Regions from separate parts of the Gossypium hirsutum genome. Here all the other regions are linked to region 3. A link is a contact called in public Hi-C data. All regions are on one chromosome and are shown on one strand. Each heading gives the region's core, a stretch centred on a gene start, on an enhancer-like site or on the middle of the called end of the contact. The rest is flanking DNA. Distances are from core to core; before and after follow the strand shown.

The links. Hi-C and Micro-C count contacts between places; a contact is called where the count stands out from the background.
Region 1: a Hi-C map of leaf shows a contact between it and region 3, with 2.0 times the contacts expected there. The contact joins the promoter of LOC121230805 here to the promoter of LOC107934631 in region 3. A contact is called at or near these places in 2 of 34 Hi-C or Micro-C datasets (both in leaf).
Region 2: a Hi-C map of leaf shows a contact between it and region 3, with 1.8 times the contacts expected there. The contact joins the enhancer-like site here to the promoter of LOC107934631 in region 3. A contact is called at or near these places in 8 of 34 Hi-C or Micro-C datasets (anther, callus and leaf).

The regions. Positions count from the first base shown.
Region 1 is chrA06:125,582,303-125,586,707 of Gossypium_hirsutum_v2.1, forward strand. LOC121230805 reads right to left here and starts at 2,752. Exons shown (of 5, transcript XM_041116253.1): 1 at 1-2,752. The coding sequence starts at 21.
Region 2 is chrA06:125,535,818-125,540,475 of Gossypium_hirsutum_v2.1, forward strand. LOC107943777 (a long non-coding RNA gene) reads right to left here. Exons shown (of 4, transcript XR_001696056.2): 4 at 2,601-3,215. Among protein-coding and RNA genes, the nearest start is that of LOC107943777, 6.1 kb to the right of the region's middle. Within about 2 kb of position 3,389, at least 6 of the 9 cell types and tissues checked have an H3K27ac peak or open chromatin away from gene starts, as enhancers often do.
Region 3 is chrA06:125,233,008-125,237,430 of Gossypium_hirsutum_v2.1, forward strand. It overlaps LOC107934631, which reads left to right and starts at 2,085. Exons shown (of 5, transcript XR_005928941.1): 1 at 2,085-3,876; 2 at 4,004-4,070; 3 at 4,391-4,423.

The sequences.
Region 1 (4,405 bases), core at 1,502-4,001, 350 kb after region 3:
TCTGGCGAGAAGGAGTGCCATAGCTATGGGGGGGTTGAAAGAGAACTGTTTTTAGGGTTTTGGGGGAGATGGAGATAATTGAAAGGGGTTTAGGGTTTGGACTGAACCGCCTCTCTTTTTGGGTAGAAGCCCAGCTTGACATCCAGGCTGGGTATCATGGCTGGATTTACCCTCATTTTTTCACTCTTTTTGTTATTTTTTTTATATTGTAATTTGTTGGGTTTTTTTGTCCATTTCATTTCGATTCAAAAAATTTGATAATAAATTTAAATTTTGAATTAAATAATTTGAGTTATTTAAGTTAATCGAATTATTCAGATCAACCTGAATAAAAAATAAAAAATTTTAAATTAACTCGAATATGGATTACACAATTTGAGTTATCCAAAAATCTAAATAAAAAATGGCAAAATTACATCATTTTGATAAATGTTTACCCATTAAGTTGAAAAGTAAAAGCATTATATTGTTTATGTAGTTAAATAATATGGTACGTCGTCTACTAGTTAAATAATCAATTCACGTAAACGCAACATTGAGTATAAATAATAGGATTCATTAACTCGACTCTACTTCACTCGAATTTTTTTTACCCGACTCGATCAAATACTCACCCCTAATTGATATTATCATAACAAAATCTATCTTTTAATACTTTGATGTGGTTAAAAGTTGGGATAAACAATTGTTAGGGAGAGATCTCAAATAATATCTATACTTTATCTAACTCGTGTTTTCGTTGAATTAGTGTCATTAACTCTTTGTTTCCTACTTTTGAAGATCCATATTTGCTTGTCTCTTGCTTCCATAATCGAGTTGTAAAGGTTCTTTTATCAATTCAAATGTTTTATGTAAATTAGAACTTGTATGTTTCAAAAATTTTGTTTATTGTTTTTCCAAATTCTTCACAAGTAAAGAGAAAGTAAAAGTTTCTTGCTTTTACGCTCTTTAAATCCTCTCTTTATAATCATTAAAAGTTCCAACCGAAGATTCATTCTGGATTAAATTCTTATAAATAGAAGTCTCCAAACAACGAGACTCTTGCAAAATTACATTTTACAAAAAATTGTTCCATGGACTCGAATTCCTTCCTACCGTTAAGTTGATTGATCTTCTTTTGAGTTACAACTTCCAAAAGAATATAATTAGTCTGAATGGAAATTTAAGCCTGCAAAGGTTCATCCAAACTTTTCTCGATGGGTCCTTCGAATTATTCTCATTTTGGTTGAGATTCTAAAAAATATGGCAAATATACTTGATGGTTAGTGTCAATTTTTCAAATAATTTTATCCTTTCCTCCTTAAGGAGGAGAGCAATTCGATTTAGTCAAATTCGGTTTGAATAGTTTTTTCAATTATACATTCAATTTTATTAATTATTTCGATCAATTATTGATTTTTGAATTTTCAAATTGTTTCGGTCGAAAAAAATTGAATTAATTAATATTTTTTTAAAATTATTTAAAATCAATATATATTATTCAAGCTCAATGCCATCCTTTCTTGTCAAGGTGGCTAGCTAAGGTTGTGCTTTTATTGTTTCCATTAGTTGGGCTTAGCCTCATCTTTAGCCCTCTATTTTTCTTCTTGTTTTCTTTGTTGGGCACCATTAGGTCACTCATTTCCGCATTGCATGTGAATATAAATTGATATAAATCAAATAATAAAATAATTTAAAATAATAAGATGTTATTTATTAATTAAATTAAATCATTTAAATTATAATAAAAACTTAATTAAAAATAGATATTACCTCACTTATTATAGCATTTTACATTTTATTTTTTTCTAATTTAAAAGAAAATAATAATATTATTAATTGAAAAAGTAAATTTAAATGGTATCAAATATAATCAAATTAAATTTTATGACTTATAATATAATTTTTATTTTTTAATAGTTTACTTTCAGAAGTAACGAATTTTATTGAAATTAAATAATCTAATTTTATTATTAAAAATGGAATAAATTAAAAATACAACTTCCTAAAAAGTTGAAATAAAATCTAATTTAAAAATAAATACTAATATTAAATGTATATTTAAATTTTCTACTTCAATCTATCATTCTCATTATCGTCTTTCATCTTAATATACCATAATAGTGCATCAAATATAAATCGAGAAAAAAAAAACAAAATAATGAAACTAAAACAAATTGAAATAAAAAAAATTGGGGTTTCAATTGAAAATAAATAAATTGAACTTAGGTATTAATTAAGATGAATAAAAACTCTATTATTTTAAAAATATTTATTTAATGTCAATTTAGTAATTAAATGAATGTTAAAGAATATTCTCGTCAATTCAAAAATTTTTCTAAACCCGTACCTTTATTTATATTATAGATGAAATTTTCATGATCCTAAAGAATATCATATCTAATACTTATATTTTAAGCAGATTAAATAGTTAATGTCATTCTTAATTGAGTCCATTATTAAATTATAAAAATATTCATTATTTTAAACTATAATTAATATTATTATGACAAATAAAATAATTACAAATTACAAATTACAAATTTAAGAATCAAATACGTGTTCATTAGTATCAAAATACAAGTTTATTACCACTCCATCTATATTTATTATCGAATAAATTTTAAAAGAAAATATTTTAAACAATTTACATTATGGGTTTGACAAAATCTAGTATATTAATTGAGTTAGAGTTACAAGTTAACTCGACATCAACTCGATATTGATAAAAACATCATGATAAACGATTGTAATATATTTAACATTCTTAATCTAATGTATTTAGGTATTTAATATTCTTTGATCACGGGCGTATGTTATTATTAATTAGTTTGAAGTTGTACATTTCAACATTTATTTATATTGTTTTTTAAATACACCTCTATAAGATAGTTTCCAAATGCATACAGTGTGCTAAAACTTATGATATATATAATATGTATAATTTTTAATAATACTATAGTAGTAATTATGAAAACTCGTAAATTTTAAACTTTTTGTTGAGTTGTAACTAATAATGAAGCATTGACACAGTTGATAACCGCATAAATCCAAGATTTTAAGTATTCAAATTCGAAATTCACGTTGCATAATTATATGCGTGGATGTCCATGTCCCACCATGTTTATGTGGGTTCCAGTCTGACATTCATTCATATTATTGACAATCGAACTTAGCTAGTTCCCTTTTTCGTCTAATTGCCACCGACTACCGAATTATAAGATTCTTTTAACCCCATTTCATAACAAAACTCAGATTTCAAGCTTATGACATTCATTCACATTATTCACAATCAAACTCGGTGCTTTATCACTTTGACCTAATAGTCATTGAAGGAAACACAAAATACCTTGTCTACTGTTAAGTCGAAAACGTACCTTATTTATTTTTTCTTTTTCTTTTTTCTTCAAACCTCTTCAAAGTGTACAAGCTATCCCTTAAATCCGAAAAGTTAAACCCACGGATCAGCACGTCGGCTTCCTTCTCTTCGATTGCCCGCATATTGTTCCTTAAAGATTCCGTCGCCCGATTCCCACTAGTACCGAAATCATCAGGACTTTCGTTGGACTCCCCTTTTTCTGCTAAGGCGTTTGTTCCTTTGTATAATTCTTGGAACGAAATACGTGGCTGTGATTGTGAAAGTGTAGGAATAGGTTCAGAGGGAGATGGCATCGGGGAATGTCGGAGGAACTCGGAGAGATCCTTATGGATTTCCAGTAATGAAGCGCTTTCTGACATGGGTTTGGAATTGGGAGTCGAAGGATTTGTGGGGTTTCTGGGTCTTTGTTGGGGTTGGTCAGTTTTGACATCGCCGAAGTAAGAAGAGTCTGAAGGGGGATTATTGCCGGAGTGGTTGCCGTTCGTGGACGCGTTATCGTTGTTCGGTCATTTGAAGAAGTGGAGAAAAGGCGGAGAGTGAAGGGTTGGCGAGGGATCTGCGTCTGGAACTGGCGAGAAGGAGTGCCATAGCTACGGGGGAATTGAAAGAGAACTGTTTTTAAGGTTTGGGGGGAGATGGAGATTATTTAAGGGGGTTTAGGGTTTGGACTGAGCGACTGAGCCGCCTCTATTTTTGGGTAGAAGCCCAGCTAGACATCCAGGCCGGGTATAATGGCTGGATTTTCTCCCATTTTTTTTAATCTTTTTGTTTAGTTTTATATTGTATTTTTTTGGGTTTTTTTTTTACCATTTCATAGTTTTTTTATTGGGGATTTCTCTTCACCTATTGATTTTAGGAGGGAGGAAAATCTGATTTGGATCCAAAAATTTTGATAAAAATTTTAATTTCAATTAATTAATTTGAGTTATTCGAGTTAACCTAGTTATTCAGATTAACTCAAATAAAAAATCAACATTTCGGTTTAACTCAAATATGAATTAGACGATTCGAGTTATTCGAAAATTCGAATAAGAAATAACAAAACTA
Region 2 (4,658 bases), core at 2,139-4,638, 300 kb after region 3:
TCTGACTTTATAAATTCACTAAAAATTGTACAAAAAGAATTAAGAGTTATAGTTTATATTTCTAGATTCCTTAGTGAATCTACTTTCAATAAAAACAAATGTAATGGTTATTTTAATTCCGTACAGGGAGAAAATTGATTTGTAGTGAGGAGAGATCAGAGTAGTCGAACAGTGCAACAGGGGAAACTTTAACTAAAAAACTGTACTAATTGGCTAGACCAAAAATTCTGGAAAAACATTAGTAAGAAGATATATGAGTCTAGTTTCAGGAAAAATTATGAATTTAAATTTTGAGTTTTTTGACTCGAGTTATGATTTATTTAGTGACAATGACGCAGGTGGGCAGTTTTATAAGGAATAATGAAATAAATTATTTTGATTTGTCTAAGTATTCGGAAAATTTTTAATGTTCCAGGTTTGGTCCGAACCGTTTCAATTGCATGTTTTAGGGTCTCGAAGGCCCTTTTAGGGACATATTTAATGAATGTAAATTAATTAATTTTAAAAGCAAATTTTATGCCCCGAATTAGTAAGTTAAGTCAGGTAAAGCCTCGTGCTCGACTCCGGCGACGGTCTCGGGTAAGGGGTGTTACAATATGTTCCTATTATTTAGTATAATTTCCCCTGCCTTGCTCCAATAGTCGCGAGGTCTACTGGCACTTCATCTTCTCTTTACTATAGTACTATACAGTCTACCACAGGTGGCTCAATGGATGATTTGAGATCTGCTCATGAAGAATCCCGACTCTCAACCTCGACAGTTGTGGGTAGTCCGTCTGCTCTAAACATAGTTCTTTCAGTTTCAACGTCTGTTCTGTTGAGGATACTCATACTATGATTACCAGGTCCAAGGCTGAGATTTTTAAACCCAAGGCTCTATCTGTTGAAGGTATTGATTATGAGCTACGCACAATTGAGGAAGCTCCTGCTGATCCAGAGTGGTGACCAGCAGTACAAGCTGAGTTTGATGCTCTTATGGGTAACTCCACTTGGGAACTTGTTTCTCTCTATCATGGACGAAAGATAATAGGGTGTAAGACTGTAAGTGGCTCTTCAAAGTAAAGAAAAATTTGAGTGAGACTATTGCTCGACGGAAGGCTAGGTTGGTAGCAAAGGGGTGTTCACAAGTTCCCGAATGTGATTTCAAGGAAACATTCAGTCTCGTGGTCAAACCTGCTACAATTCAAACCATACTCTCAGTTGTTGTCTCTTGTGGTTGGCAACTTCATTAGGTCGATGTCAACAATGCTTTTTTGAATGGTGATCTCTCTTACAAAGTGTTCATGCAACAACCTCCAAGTTATGTTCAATTTGGTCCAAATGGTGAGCATTTGGTGTGTTGTCGGGTGAAGGCATTATACGGGTTGCGGTAAGCTCTCCGTACCTGGTTTGATAAATTGAAAAGGTTTCTTATTTCTACTGGTTTTCTCGTATCCAAATCTGATGCATCTCTATTTGTTCGAGTAACATATGAGTCCATCATCTATGTTCTAGTTTATGTGGATGATATTGTTGTGACGGGGAGTATGGCTGGCAGTATAAATAGCTTTATTCAGCTTTTAAATAAAGATTTTTCTCTGAAGTTTATGGGAGACTTTCACTACTTCTTAGGCATTGAAGTTACTCGATCCTCCACTGGAAGTTTTCATTTATGCCAAGTACATCAGGGATCTACTTGATAGAAGTTTTTTAACCAATGAAAAAAGTATCTACACACCAATAATCAATTTATCGACGTTGTCTAAAGATGAGGGTACTCGTCTTACTGATCCTACAGAATATCGAAGTTTTGCTGGTGCTCTTTAATATATGGTCCTGACCCGACCTGATATTGCTTATGCTGTGAATCGTGTATGTCAGTTTATTCATGCACCCACTATAGTATATTTGGTGGCTTTAAAATGAATCTTAAGGTATTTACATGGGACTATTGATCATGGGTTGGTTTTTCATCCGTCTGACACACTATCTCTCATTGGATATGTTGATGCCAATTGGGGATTGGATTTTGATGATCGTCACTCTACGACAGGATATTGTGTGTATTATGGAAATAAATTTGTTTCATGGCGTTCGAAAAAGCAACAAGTTGTTTCGCGGACGACAGTTGAGGCTGAATATCGAAGTTTGGTTGCAACCACCAGTGATGTTACATGGTTAGTCTCTCTGCTAACGGAGTTACAAATTCATTCTGATAATTCGCCTGTTATTTGGTGTGACAATTCTGGTGTGGTAGCTATTGCTACTAATCTGGTCTTTCACTCCAAGTTCAAACATGTTGAGCTTGACCTATTTTTTGTTCGTGAAAAGGTAGTTGAGGGTTCGTTCATTATCAACGAGGTGCTAGCTTGTGACCAGGTTGCTAACATTTTCACAAAACCCCTGCCTGTCTCTTTGTTTACTCAATTTCGTCATTTTCTTCGAGTTTTACCTATTGAGAATTTGGATGAATGTTAAGTATAGGATAAGTTAGGTTGTTAGCAATTTGTTATACAAACTGGCATACTGTTAATAGAGTTTGTTAGCAGCAGTTAGTCATTCTTTCATGTATATAAGTCCTACTACTATACTGATCAAATCAACCAAAGAATATCATAATATTCATTCATATTCACTCTGTATTTCTTCATTTTCTGTACTTACTAACAATAATAAGTATAAATTACATAAAAATTCTACTCCTAATGAATATTAGAGTTTTAATGTACATCAAATTTATCTTAATCTCGATAAACATCCACTTAATAATAAAATATTCATTTTTAAAAACCCAGAATTTGAAGTCTGTCAAAATGACACGCTTTCTGTCTATCTTATGACACTTTTTTTTAAAATGTTTTCTTTTGGCTTTCTGTTTTGATTCTTTCGCTTCTTTTGACTGGTTTTACTTAGTTTCCTGTTCATTTGAGTGTTTTGGTATGGAAGAAGAATTAGCAAATCTGAGACTGTTGGATGAAGAAGAGAAGACGTTCCAATAGAAAGCAGCGGTGGTAGATCGGAGCTATCAATTCTGCTTGGTAGGGAGATGTCTCATGGACAGTGTGGTCCATTTTCCCTCACTACGTAATACTATGGTTGATTTGTGGCACCCAATTGGAGGAATATGCATCACGGATCTAGGAGACAAAAGGTATATTTTTCAGTTTTTCCATGAGGTTGATGTGCAACGGGTTTTTTCTGGTTCACCTTGGTTCTTCAACAATCATTTGTTGATCCTACAAACAATACAAAAAGGAGAAAATCCATCAAATATAGTCTTAAATTTCACTGATTTTTTGGTTCAAATCCACGAATTACCTCCAGGTTTAATAACGAAAATGATGGCCAAACAATTTGGTGATTTTTTGAGAAAGTTTCTTAAATACAACACCTCAATTCCAATCATGGGTTTGAAGAAATTTATGCGCATCTGTGTCTGCTTGGATGTTTCTTCCCCGTTGAAAAGAAAGAAAAAGATCCAAATTGGTAATGAAATTATTATTTATGCTCGTTTTCAATATGAAATATTGAGTTTATTTTGTTTTATTTGTGGCAAGTTGGGACACGGTGAAAGTTATTGTCCACTTTGATTTTGCATAGAACCAGCCAAGATTGTATTTGGTTGGGAAGTGTCCTTGCATGCTGTGTCGCGGCCGCGAAGCATGGTGGCGAGTAGGTGGCTCCGACAGGCTGATGGATCACAGTGGAATAGTGAGAGTATGGAATGTAATAATCAGAGTCGTAAATGGGGGAAGGATTTGGGGCGTAACTCAATGGGGGAATCATGGAATCAATTTTCAAATCCCAAATTTATCTCTTCACAATCAAGTCATCATATTCCTTTTAAAGAGCCTGATAGCTGGCGTAATATTGACAGTGGGGTTTTAACTAATGAGGATTCTAGTTATGGGCCAACAAATTTAATTTTGGAGGAAAATGTCCCTTTAGTTAATTTAGAAGGAAAAAAACATCAGAGGGTAATGGAAGGACTTTTAACAGCTGCAGAGAATAAAGTGGATGCAGGAATTCTTGATTTAACAGCTAGCTCTAGGGAACAGAGCAGCCGAATGCAATGAAATACTTAGCTGGAATGTTCGTGTTTGGGGAGATCACGAACTATTAAGAGGCTCAAGAACAAATTGAGAGTCATTAATCCCCGAATTTTGTTTCGTATTTAAACAAAGTTAAGTGCTAAAATGATGGAAGCAATTTAAGTGTGGGTTTGATAATGAGATTGATGTGGGGGCTTTGGGCTCAAAAGGAGGCCTATCTTTGGGTTGGAAAGGAAATTCTTTAATTCAGCTAAAGAGTTTTTCTTCCTCCCATATTGATGTTGAGGTGCATGACGATGAAATTGACGCAATTTGGCGCTTGACGGGTTTTTATGGAAATTCGAATGAAAGAAATAGGAGAGAGTCGTGGGATCTTCTTTGACATTTAGGGCAGGACCAAATGACTCCTTGGATTGTGATGGGGGATTTTAATGAAATCACGAGTTCTTTGGAAAAGAAGGCTGGGAGGCTTCGAGCAGAATGCCAGATGCAAGAATTTAGAACAGCAATGGAAGATTGTGGACTCAATGATCTAAAGTATATTGGTAGATGGTTTACGTGGGAATGAGGAAGGTTTTTGTCAACCAACATAAGGGAGAGGTTGGATCGAGAGTTGCATCATTGAGT
Region 3 (4,423 bases), core at 835-3,334:
ACACGTTTTCACCCTCTTCTCCATGTCACTTGAAGGCGCATCCTACAGGATGCATTTTTGCCTTGCCCTATGTTACGTCACCTGAAAACGCTTCTTACACGGTGTGTTTTTGCCTTCTTTCTCCCAAACTGGCATATTTCTCTATTTTTTTACAAAAATTGCCTAAATCCCTAATTTTGTTTAAAATTTAGCATATATCCATAATTTTCCATTTTTAGCCTTTTCTTATTGCTATTTACCTGACATGACCATAGAGGAAGAAAATTTCTTTGGTGTTTAGTACTGGATTTCCATTTATTGAATTCTTGGTAGCAACCAAGTTGTTTTTGAAAAGTAATCAAGGGAATGAGAGTTTTCAATAAATTGGGCTAGTCAGAAAAGGTGATAGGAAGCCGGTCCAACTTGTAAAAATATAATACAGTTGAAATTTTTGAAAGTAAAATTTAGGATGCTCTAAGTTCATCTAATTCATAGAACTTTGATTTTGATTATTATACTTCTAAGTTGATAAATTTTTATTGTTTCAATTTAGGTGATGATAATAATGTCATATTAAATTGAAGTTTTTTTTTAAATATTCCCATTATAGGTTTTAATCATATCTATTCTTTTTGACACAATGCTTGGCCCCTCCCCAATCCATAAATAGAAGGATAATGGGCTTTAATGCACTCGAACCTACGTCTTCCTGCATTGGCAACAATGGCCATGTCAATCGAGCTAAGATTCAGTTGGCTCAATTTGATGGTTTTAAATTAACATGAAATAAAATTTTAATGACACAATTTTAGCATATTAGATGACGATACGTTCCGTCATTAATTATGTGACTAAGTTTATTTTGTCACTATAAGTTGAATATTATTTCCTTACTGATGACAAATCAAATGACAAATTAGTGTATAATTTGGTGACAAAATTATCTCTCACCAAATACTTATTAAAAGGTGACATTTTACATTATTGTCATTAATGACATTATATTGTGACAAAATATAATGTCATTAATATCGTGACAATCCCGTCACTTATGCATTGAATGTTATTCATTATTGGTAATGATACCAATGGTCAGTGATAAATATTATATAATATGATGACATAGTTTGTTGTCACAAATACTAATTACAAGGTGGCAGTATACATTATCGTCACCATACTTTCAACAATATGACAAATAGTGATAAATCATCACTTTTAACCTTTAGTGTGACAATGAATTTTGTGTCACTAAATACAAATAAAGACATAAATGTAATTATCAGTGACTATTTCCTATGCCACTAATACATAAATTTGTTGTAGTAGATGAGAAAGAAACCTAAACAAAAACAATTGAAAAGAGCTATTAAGCAATTCTGATCTTACCTCTCTATATTAACAGAGAAAGGTCTAAGATAAGATTTAAGCTTGTGTAAATGATGGACTACTTAATTCGGAAACAACTCATCCCATAGAACATTATACACAACCCAATCTAATCTGTCTACCAAATTACCTTTGTTCCATGCAAACATTGGACTAACAAACTCCATGTCTTGCAAATTATGCTGAAATAAGAAATCTTAATATAAAGTATGACCAATATTAAATTTATCAACTCCACATTTCATTTCCAAGCTATTTAGAATAAAATTTAAATCCTTTGCAATCAATCATGGGTCAGACATATTCTCTGTTATCAGATGGAGACACTCCCACATCAGTCTCCTCTCAATCTATAGGGACTCCCATAAACAACAATAAGAAAGAAGATTGCTACATGTTTGAATTTTAAGAAAGAAGATTGCTACATGTTTGAATTTTGGTTTTAATCACCTCCTAAGAGATTGAATTTTTCCATGCCACCCAAAACCCTTCAAAATAATTAACCTCTAAGTTCAACACGATGAGAACAACCAAAGCCCATATTTCCAATTACTTTATCTAAAATTTCTCCACTAATCTAGATTTCAATAAAAGAAAAAATCTATGGTTAGTTAAGGCTAAAGTAATCAATACGTTAAAAGTAGAAGATTTAATAACATGACTGTAAGTCTCAAGAAAATCTTAACTTTAAACTTGAGCATGCCCTTTGCCAACCAACCTTGCATTTTTACTTTGAACAACCACCTACACCCTATTGCTTTCTTTCCAGGAGGAAAAGTTACAAGTGACCGAGTTCTTTAGCAATAAGGGCATTATATTCAACCATAACAGCCTCCTTCTATGCAGGATTGCTTGATCATTAGTAGTCAAATAAATGTTATGTTTGAACTCTCCTTCCTGTTTCTTGTGATAATGGAGTGAGTGTTAATTAATACTCAGCAAGGCTCTTGAATTGCTTCATGGGGAGTCTCGGAAGGCATGGTAGGAACAACTGATATTGTATCGGATCTGTTAGGAGAAAAAATTAGTCCACAAGAGAACTAAAATAATGAGCATTACCAGTGGAAGGTAATATTGAATCTTATGTCTCTGAAGGAGAGCTGCGTTGACTTGAAGATACCTCAAATGAGTGCTTAATCGAAGGAAAAACTTGTAGAGACTGAAACCAAAACTGACCATGCCTAGTTAAATTGGAATTTGTGAAGGCTCTTCAAAAGGAAACACATAATCCTAAAAAATGACATGCCTGGAGATCAATACTCGTCTGCTGTCATTGAGACATTTATATCTGTTAAAAATGGCCAACCATGTTGCTGTTATGTTTTTGTTAAAATGCATGCCAATATGATGATTTTGTTGAGTGCATACAGCTTGTATACATGCCGCAGTAATTGTGCATGTTGCAGCAACATATTTTCTATTTTAGTTGCAATGTAATTTAGTTTGATTGAAAATGAACTTAGTTGTTGATGTTTTGATGGGTTTAGGTGATGATTGAGCTGATAAGTCAGCTTATTCATGTGTACAAGTAATGTTTTGATAGTCTCAATGTTGATTAGTGGGATTAGTTGAATATTTGGTGATGTATTTTGATTATAAGTGTATTGTTTTCATATTGAATGAGAAAGCATATCAGTTGTGTAAAGCAGATTGCTTCCCTGCTGCAGGTTTGTGAGCATGTAAATTATGTCAAGTTTCTTGCTCCTTTGTTCTCTGTCTTGTTCTCTTCTTTTGCTGTTGTCAAAACCCCAACAATATCCATAGTGGAGTGGGCTTATGAGCATTTTATGAGCTCAAATGAGGAAAACACTAGGAACTAAGGCTGCGTTTGTTTAGGGGTAAAAGCTTTTACGAAAAAGCTTTTCAGCCTTTTCCCATGTTTGGTTGGCTAAAAATAATTTCTCATTGTAAAACCTTTTACAAAAAACGGGAAAAGAAGCGTTGATTTTAGTAAAATGTCTTACCGATTTTATTTTGGTAAGACGTTTTCCAAAGGTTTTCTTCCCCAGTAAACTTACCTGAAGCTTCTTCCTCTTCCCCTTCCCCTTCCCCTTCTCATTCTCTTTCCTCCTCACCCATCCTTTGCACCCTGATCTACTGGTTGCCGTCAAACAAACAGAACCCTAACCTGACCCTGGGTTGGTCTGGTCAGTCTTTCTGAAACCAACATCACCTTCCTCTCTTGGATGGCCAGAACCCAAGTTTAAACCAGACCCCACGATCAGACCTGTTTCAATTGAAGACCAAGCCAGGTTTGCCAATATGCAAATGCAAAACAAGGTTCTTAACAGTTGCAAAGAGTTTTTCAAGAACAGGGTTCGTGATGAAGAAAACGATGATGGTGATGATGATGATTTTAATGAAGAAGAAGAAGAAAAGAATGAAGTAGACATGTTTTTTATGAGAATTTTTGTGAATAACAGTGAGTTGAGGGGCTACTATGAGGAGAATCATGAGAAATGTGAGTTCTTTTGCTTGGTTTGTGGTGGCATTGGTGAAAAAATTTAGGTAAGAAATTTCAAGTGTGTGTTGGACTTGTACAGCATTATATGTCGATTTCGAAAACAAAGTGTAAGACAACCAATAGAGCTTTTGGATTGGTTGTTTGTAAAGTTCTTGGTTGGGACATTGATAGGTTGCTTGTGATTTTGTTGAAAGGAGAGCCTTTGAGTCGTATTTTGGCTAATTCAAGCGAATCACAGGTAAACTTCTTATGTTTATTTGCATTTTAATTGCCTAATAATTGTATCAATCATGAAGCTGTATGAGTGTTCGATACATGGTATAGATTGTTTGAATTGAGTAATTTGTAGAATTTACATTGATGATTATTGGTTATATGAACATCTATGAATGGTAAAGTTTGTAGTGTTAAGGATTTATGTTGAATTGATGGTCTGTGAGGTGATTGAGTTTTTTCCCTTACTATTTGCTTAATTAGTGAGGAATTTTGTTTAATAAGTAATGGAGAATTGGATGTATAGTGAAATAAGGAATTGTATCCTAATGGTGTTAAGTGCAGAACACTTTGCAAGGAGAATGTTCGAATAAAAAT